3 separate regions of the Sus scrofa genome follow, and all the other regions are linked to region 1. Evidence: chromatin contacts called from public HiChIP or PLAC-seq data. All regions are on one chromosome and are shown on one strand. The core of a region is the stretch at or near the end of the contact, and the rest is flanking DNA. Distances in the headings are between cores, read along the strand shown.

Region 1 (2,659 bases), core at 41-2,540:
CTGAGCAGAATCTTGGCTTTACTACATTTTAGTTTTGTGACCATAGGCTATTTAACTTCAATGAGACACAGTTTCTCATCTATAAAATGGATCTAATAGTAACTTTTTATGATATTGTGTGAGAATTGAATGAGAAAATATGTAAATCACTTGCTTAGCAGAGGTCATTTCCTCATTGTCCTCTTCCATTACTCACAGTATTTTAAATTTCTAACACTTAGAATTCTCACACAGTACCAACCAAAGTACTTCCTTGGGATTCTCTGGGGTCTTTCTTCTCTTGGGATCTCTTATATCCTTCTTCCTTGGATGTCCTTTTTCAGCCCCATTCTTCCCTTCTTCATCCTGTCTTCAATGTCAGTACTATTTAACCTTTCATTCTGGTTTTCTGCAGACATCCACCATGACTTTCTTCCTCTTTTCTTCTCTGCAGTGAAATAACTTCTTTGATCCTTAATGCCTTCTCATTCTCTAAGAACAATTCAGGTATATATATTACTTGTAAAAACATTTTGGCATTACAAATACTTTTCAAGGAAAAAAAAAATCCACTCATGTTCTCTTTCAGTCCCTGCCATATGTTTACATTTAAAAAATTCAATTTGTACATAGCAAGATGAAACTGTTTGTGAGATGGTATGGTGCAATGGCTAGAACACAGGAAGCGAGAAGCCAGTTCCTGTTCTGTTCTAGTGACCCTTAGTGGGTCCATTTACTTCTTGAGCTCTCATTACTTCAACTCTAAAATGACACAGTGGGAGAAATTCCTGAGATCGCTTTAACTCTGAAAATAGTCTAAGAATTGCTATATTTGTAAAATGGGAATGTTCTCCCAATACTGCCTAACCCAAGAGTGAGGCTGACCACAGTATCATTATTCAATTTTCTCCCTTGGTTCCTATGCACGAGCGCAGAAAATAAGCAAGGGATAGAACCCTGCAGGCACAGATAGGAGTACTTTCTGCCAAGTGGATAATTGCCTCTTGGCCTTCTCCCATGGGGGCCTCTTGCTGTCTAGCTATACTGATGCCTTTGGGTGGTTCCATCTCTCCTGCCTGGGTCTCCTTATCACAGATCTGTAACTGCCCTACAATGACTTTGTGAAATGGCTGGATTAAAGCTTCAAGCTTTGCCCTGGAAGAGAACAGGTCTATTGGTCTGTGCTGGAGACAGTCTCCACATATCTCTGTGTTGCAATGAGAAGCAGAGGACGGGTCCAATCTGCTGGGTATGTCAGCTCTGAAGGGGTGGAGGGGAGAAGGTCAGAAACAAACACGCTTAGAAAAATGTCCCCATTTATCCACTTCCTGATTTGGTTTGTTTTCAGAGTATTGTCAGATGCTTCCCTTCCCCCTAATGACAGTGAACTGAAGAGCCAGCAGGACAGAGGTTTCTGTGTTAAGACATGAATGTGAAGTCTTACTGTATTTTGAGTACTTAAGGAAAAGCTAATGGGAACTTTCCAGGGAAGATGGTGGGTGTTATTAACATGGAAATATGTATGAGGATTCCTAAATGGAGTCTTTATAGGCTGAGTTGGAGGCTAATAAGACCCTGGCTGGTAGCGGGTAGGCAGGGTGTGGGACTGGGTAGGGGTGGGGAGAAAGGGTAGTGAAGAAAGCTTTCTTTTGGAATCTGGGGACTCCGTGGGCCTGTTTAAAGGGGAGACTGAGCAACACAGAGGAGGTGCTAGAGAAACCACAATGACTGAACAGCTATAGGACAGGAGGGAGGCCACTGGCCAGGGCAAAAATGAGAACCTGTGAGTGGAGGTGGAAGATCCTAGGAGTTATTTATTTTAAGAAAGTGATTCCTGAAGGGAAGGGCAACACTGGGAAGAACTTGTGAATTGAAGGGAAAGTGGCCTCTGGGAGTCCCAGAGAGTGATCTACATTCAAACCTGAGCCAAGGCAATCAGGATAATGGTCGGCTTGGCCCCCTCACCTCCAGGCCTCTAACTTCTGCAGCTAAGGCCACAGCTGTCCAGCCTGCCCAAAGTTCTAGAGCCAACCCTGTTTTTACAGAGAAACAAGAACTGAGAGTTCTAGTCTGTTGCCATCGTGGGGACCCTGCTTTTTACTGCAGGGCCTACTCTGACTGGTAACTGTCCTTTTGTTTCCTTTTGACTTAGCTTCTGTTGTGGGTCCCAGGAGCTGCCTCTTTTTCTTAGAATAATATTGTCCCTATCATATTTAATAACCCTACAAGAAAGGTAATATTATTCCCATTCTGCAGATGAGAAAACTGAGGTGTAGACGGTTTGGTTTGGTTTTTCGCAGCCCCCAAATCATGGCTCACAGCCAGGATTCAATCCAGGCAGTTTATCACCAGAGCCCAATTTGGACACACCAGGCCGCCCTGCTTCTCCATCCAATCTCCACCTTGGTTATTTGCCTGCCACTCTGATTGTACTGAGATGGCCTAGATTTATACTCTAGTCTTTCTTTTGAACATCTTCAGCATGCCTGCCTCCTTCATCTTTCTTTGATATACCCAGCTCTATGGTTGGCCTGCTTCCTGGGTCTTGACTATTTCATGTTTACTGGTCCTTCAGCTTATGAAGAACCCTGCTGGTGGCCGCTGAGATCTCCTAAGAGACATGACTGAACTTGATTCTCTCTGACTTTGCTTACTCTTCAGTACAGTTGCGTCGTGCTGG
Region 2 (2,659 bases), core at 77-2,576, 290 kb after region 1:
AAGTAACATGCAGACTAGGGGGAAAAAATGATTTTATCCCTAATTTAGAACTTCCATCATCCTCTGTCTTCTTCATAACCTGAATCATTCATTTACCACAAATATATAGACCACTGAACAATTGCTGCCTAGAGATGTATGCCTTTTTTAACATATAAAGATGACAGAGTTATTAGTGCATCATCAGGATCTAAAATGTATTTTTTTCCCCAGCCTTAGTAGTAAACTCACCTGATGCTGTTTTCAAGCTAGCTGCCTAGGCGCCAATTAGAAGCCATAAAAGAGAGAAACTGAGTGATCCATACAATCACCTAGCTCATGACCCTTGACTCGTCCTGGTCCAGTCAAACAGGTTTTCATGGAAAAAAAAATAAAAGCAAACAAACAAAAACCCCCAAAACCCCCAAAAAACCCCAATAAACTTTTTATATAGTATCTTTAACTATGGTTTATGGGTAGGTAAAGATTAAATTATAAAACCACTAGCTGCATCACCAAATTTAATCAAAGTACTTGCAGTGAACTTTCTCTCTGATTCAGTAGTACCTAATTTCATTTTGTTTTCCAAATTAAAAAAAAAAAAAAACAAACAAAACTCTCAACCAAAGGGGGAGGGGGAAATCAACCACTGTTTTTTTTTCTTTTTTTTTTTTTAATATCTGGATAAACCTAGAATAACTTTTCAGATTTCAAGTATTGTACATAGCTGGCTTGATTTCTGTGTTAGTAGGTGTGTGTATACTTTACAGTCCAAGGACTGGAACTGGAAATGACAGGAGAGAAAGCATTTGTTTCAAGGGTAGACAACCACTACCCTGTCTTACTCTGCTACTGTTCCACTTGTCCTGTGTTGAGGTCTGGTTCCTGGCACTCCCCTCAACTATGACAAATTGATTCAGCTTCTTAGCCTTTATGTTTCTTGTATCGAAAATCTGTTTCTCTTGCCCATCTTCCTTCACTCTGGTTTGAATTCCTATGTTTCAGCCTGACAGTACATCAGGAAAAATAAAAAGAGTTTACGCTTTTGAAGCTTTGTTGCCTAACTAGGCTTTGCAGACACTGGGCTAATGACATATTCTTTACACATCACTCATAACACAGAATTGTCTCTCCATGAATGGGCACTTGCAAATATTGGTTTTCCCTAGCATTAACTAAAAGATGCATAGAGTTTCTATGTGACTTATTTTTTTATTTAGGTAAAATTCATATACATAAAATTTATCACTTTAACCATCTGAAAGTATACAATTCTGTGTGTCTTTTAGTACATTCATAACATTGTGCAACCATCATGACTCTCCTGTTCTAGAACAATTTCATCACTCCATAAGGAAACCTCAAGCCCTTTAAGCTGTTAACTTGCCATTCCCTTTTTACCCCAGCCCCTGACAACTACTCATTTGCTTTCTGTCTTTATGGACTTGCCTATTCTAAATATTTTATAGCAATGGAATTTATACAACGTGTGACCTTTGTGTCTGTTTGTTTGTTTTCCATGTGCCATAATATTTTAAAGGTGCAACCATGTTGTAGCACATATGGGTATGTCATTCCCTTTTATGGCTTTATAGTATCGTACTATACAGAAATACCATTTTGTGTTTGTCCACTCTTCAGTTGATGGACATTTGGAATGTTTAGACCTTTTGGCTGTTGTGAATAGTGCTGTTGTGAACTATGTGTACACTTTTTTTTTTTGAATATCTGTTTTCAGTTCTTTTTATATATATACTCAGGGAAGAATTGCTATGTTACATGGTATTTCTGTGTTAACTTTGAGGAACCTCCAAACTGTTTTCCACAAGCAGCTGTGCTGTTTTACATCCTTACCAGCAATATGTGAGTGTTCCTGTTTCTCTACATCCTCACTAATACTTTGTTAATTTCTATTTTTTCCATTATAGTCATCCTGGTGGATGGTAAAGTGGTATTTTATTGCGCTTTTGACTTGCATTCCTCTAGTGATTAACAATGTTAAGCATTTTTTTCAGTGCTTATTTGACTATTTGTATGTCTTCTTTGGAACAATTGTAGTCAAATTCTTTGCCCATTGTTTTAATTGGGCTTTTGTCCTTTTGTTGTTGAGTTATAAGAATTCTATTGTGGACACTACACCCTTTTTAGATAGGTGATTTTCAAAAATTTTCTCCCATTCTAGGGTTGTCTTTTCACTTTCTTGATCATGTCCTTTGATTCTTCTATGTGGCTTTTATAGAGCTAGCCCTATGTGAAATTTGAGGTGTTTAATGAGACTTCCAGCTCCTTCATTTCTCTTATGCTGTAGTCTCCAAGGGCCAGGGGAAAAAAAAAAGCTTTCTGATAAGTCCATTCACACTACCAGCTTAAATGATAAGGCATAATGTCTTATCTTCCTACCAGAGATACTGGCATCTCAGTAGATAAAAAAGAAGCAAAGGAATTCATGAAATTTCAGGTATAGATGTGCATAGTGGGCTGGGAGCATGGAAGGCCTTTCTGTTGCTCCTGAAATCTATTAATATCTCCACTTGTACTTAATATAAAGTTTCTAGTCCTGAGTCTGATGTTTTACAAAAGCCAACAATGTCTTCTCTGAAACTTTCTAAGTTTTTGTGGCCTTTGTTGAGCAGATATCATGCTAAGCAAATTAATAATTACATCTCAACATGTTCTGCTC
Region 3 (2,659 bases), core at 90-2,589, 260 kb after region 1:
GTCATAAGCTCTCTGAAGTCAAAGTTCACTTCTGATATATCTTTAACTTAATTCAGTGAGTATTTATTAAATGCCTACTGTGTGCCAGGTACTTGGCTGGTGCTTTGCCTTCTTCATAAAACATGTTCCTTCATGGGATGTGGTTACTAATTGAACGAGCAAGTGAGATAATTTACCAATCTCAGCCTCTTTCCTTTGGCCTTTTTTCTTTTCCAAATGGTTCCTATAAAATATCAGTCCTACCTTAGAACACACACATGCACATGTACCACTCTAATTAGAGAAGCTGTACCATGGTTTACCTGGCTGCAATCCATAGATGATCAAGACCTCTGCAATAGACTCTATATTCTAAGTACATCAAAATTGTATCTTTATGTCCTTTTACAAAGGGATATTATTTGATTGTTGCCTCTCCAACTAAATTGTAAGCTCCTTTTAGGCGGAAACTAACTTGTACGTTCTATCTGGTATCTTGTGTACAGTAGGAACTCCATCATTTTTTTTTGTATGCACGGAAAATTCAACTTTGTACTATGCAGTAATTTCATACCGTAAGAAATGTACCATGTTCTAAAAAAAAAAAATTGGAAACAAGACATTGGGAAGCTTAATTCAGTTTTGTCATAGAGCTATTGAAGTAATTGGGGTTGGTCCATCAGCTGATTTCGCGTTAATTTTAAGAAAAAAAAATTAATTCAGGAGTTCCCGTCGTGGCGCAGTGGTTAACGAATCCGACCAGGAACCATGAGGTTGCGGGTTCGGTCCCTGCCCTTGCTCAGTGGGTTAACGATCCGGCGTTGCCGTGAGCTGTAGTGTAGGTTGCAGACGCGGCTCGGATCCCGCGTTGCTGTGGCTCTGGCGTAGGCTGGTGGCTACAGCTCCGACTCGACCCCTAGCCTGGGAACCTCCATATGCCGTGGGAGCGGCCCAAGAAATAGCAACAACAACAACAACAACAAAAAAAAAAAAAAAAAAAAGAGACAAAAAAAAATTAATTCAGATATTTCAGGACTTCCACAATAATAAAATTTTATATAATTTAAACACGAAGGGTAGTTAACTAGGCCTCACCAGAAGAAAATTGCATTTTCTCCTATATTTAATGTCTTTCCATAAGGTGTCAGTTTTTCATTTTTTTAAAAAAGTTGATGCCATGAAGATTCAAAGCAGCTGAAATGAATTATGAGTCCTTTAGGAGAAGGGAAAGGGAAAAAAATCTTTCCCCAGGGATACATTTTTCTAAGTTCCTCTTTCTATTTGAAATGCTTCCTGACTTGACAGCTTGCAAGAATTTCACAATCACATGGGTTTATGATTCTGCAGAAGACCAGTTCTACAGAATAGTGGAAGAACATTTCTTGCAAACTAGGAAATTATTTGATTCTGTTGCTAACTCTATTCAGGACTTGCTCAGTGGTTTACGAGGGCTAGTTCTTCTTGGTCGTCTCCTTCCAATGTGCTTTTACATGGACATGGATAAAATATATTGTAAAAAATTATTGATGCTAATTACAAGATTTGGGGATTCTTTTTTTTCCCCCTTTTTTCCACTTTTTAGGGCCACACCCATGGCATATGGAGGTTCCCAGTCTAGGGGTTGAATCAGAGCTGCAGTTGCCAGCCTATGCCACAGCCACAGCAACGCCAGATCCAAGCCACGTCTATGACCTACATCACAGCTTACCACAATGCTAGATATCCAACCCACTGAGCAAAGGCCCAGGATCAAACCCACATCCTCCTGGATACTAGTCAGGTTCATAACCCACTGAGCCACAACAGGAATTCCTGGGAGTCTTAATATTATCAGAGACACATCATAATCCAGGTGTTTGTTAATCAGTAAATTAAATCTGTGATACCAAATCAGACTTCTAAGAGTTGTTGAGTTATAACTTCTAAAAAGATAAAAATATATCTCATACAAATTTTGAGCATGTTTCCAAGATCTATTAAATTTGTTAATGATAGAAGTAGAGAAATGACAAAACTTATCCAAAGGGGAATATGAGAACTGATATGTGGAAAGAAAAATTCTTGAATAAATTTGCTAATTTTGACACCAAACTGGTTAATATCCTGCAGGAAAGTGAAGCCATACCATGGGAATTACCTTTTTTTCTAGACAAAAACCATTTGCCATGTGTCAGTGTCCTGTAACATCTAAGTCTGGGTTAACAACAGAATCTGGGTCCTTGTTATTAAGACAGTGTTACCTTCCCTAGAAGGTAGGATGACTCTTAGGCAAGCATATTAAAAAGACACACAACTTTGGGTAGCATGGTCATTTTTACGATATTAATTTTTCCAACCGAAGAGCTCGGAGTATCTTTCCATTTCTTTGAATCCTCTTTAATTTCCTTGATTAATGTTTTATAGTTCTCAGCATGTAAATCTTTCACCCCCTTGGTCAGGCTTATTCCTAGGCATTTAATTTTTTGAGGTGGGATTTTAAAAGGTATTATGTTTTTGTATGTCTTTTCTAATATATTTCATTGTTAGTATACAGAAATGCAACCGATTTCTGAATGTTAATCTTATATCCTGTTACTTTGCTGAAGTCACTGATCAGTTTGAGTGGTTTTTTGTTTGTTTGTTTTTTGCTTTTTAGGGCCCCACCTGTGGCATATGGAAGTTCCCAGGCTAGGGGTCCAGT

Evidence for each region. HiChIP or PLAC-seq counts read pairs in DNA pulled down with a chosen protein or histone mark.
Region 2: an H3K27ac HiChIP or PLAC-seq map of alveolar macrophages shows a contact between it and region 1. The contact joins two enhancer-like sites. A contact is called at or near these places in 1 of 47 Hi-C or Micro-C datasets (embryonic fibroblasts) and 1 of 2 datasets of contacts at active chromatin or transcription factors (alveolar macrophages).
Region 3: an H3K27ac HiChIP or PLAC-seq map of alveolar macrophages shows a contact between it and region 1. The contact joins two enhancer-like sites. A contact is called at or near these places in 1 of 47 Hi-C or Micro-C datasets (epiblast stem cells) and 1 of 2 datasets of contacts at active chromatin or transcription factors (alveolar macrophages).

Annotation. Positions count from the first base shown.
Region 1 is chr16:35,747,717-35,750,375 of Sscrofa11.1, reverse strand. The region is part of intron 3 of LOC110257289 (a long non-coding RNA gene); the gene reads left to right. Among named protein-coding and RNA genes, the nearest start is that of ANKRD55, 90 kb to the right of the region's middle. Within about 2 kb of position 1,290, at least 17 of the 83 cell types and tissues checked have an H3K27ac peak or open chromatin away from gene starts, as enhancers often do. A contact at or near this core is called in alveolar macrophages, where this site is marked.
Region 2 is chr16:35,456,623-35,459,281 of Sscrofa11.1, reverse strand. The region is part of intron 4 of ANKRD55 (ankyrin repeat domain-containing protein 55); the gene reads left to right. Among named protein-coding and RNA genes, the nearest start is that of ANKRD55, 200 kb to the left of the region's middle. Within about 2 kb of position 1,326, at least 4 of the 83 cell types and tissues checked have an H3K27ac peak or open chromatin away from gene starts, as enhancers often do. A contact at or near this core is called in alveolar macrophages, where this site is marked.
Region 3 is chr16:35,486,726-35,489,384 of Sscrofa11.1, reverse strand. The region is part of intron 4 of ANKRD55 (ankyrin repeat domain-containing protein 55); the gene reads left to right. Among named protein-coding and RNA genes, the nearest start is that of ANKRD55, 170 kb to the left of the region's middle. Within about 2 kb of position 1,339, at least 1 of the 83 cell types and tissues checked has an H3K27ac peak or open chromatin away from gene starts, as enhancers often do. A contact at or near this core is called in alveolar macrophages, where this site is marked.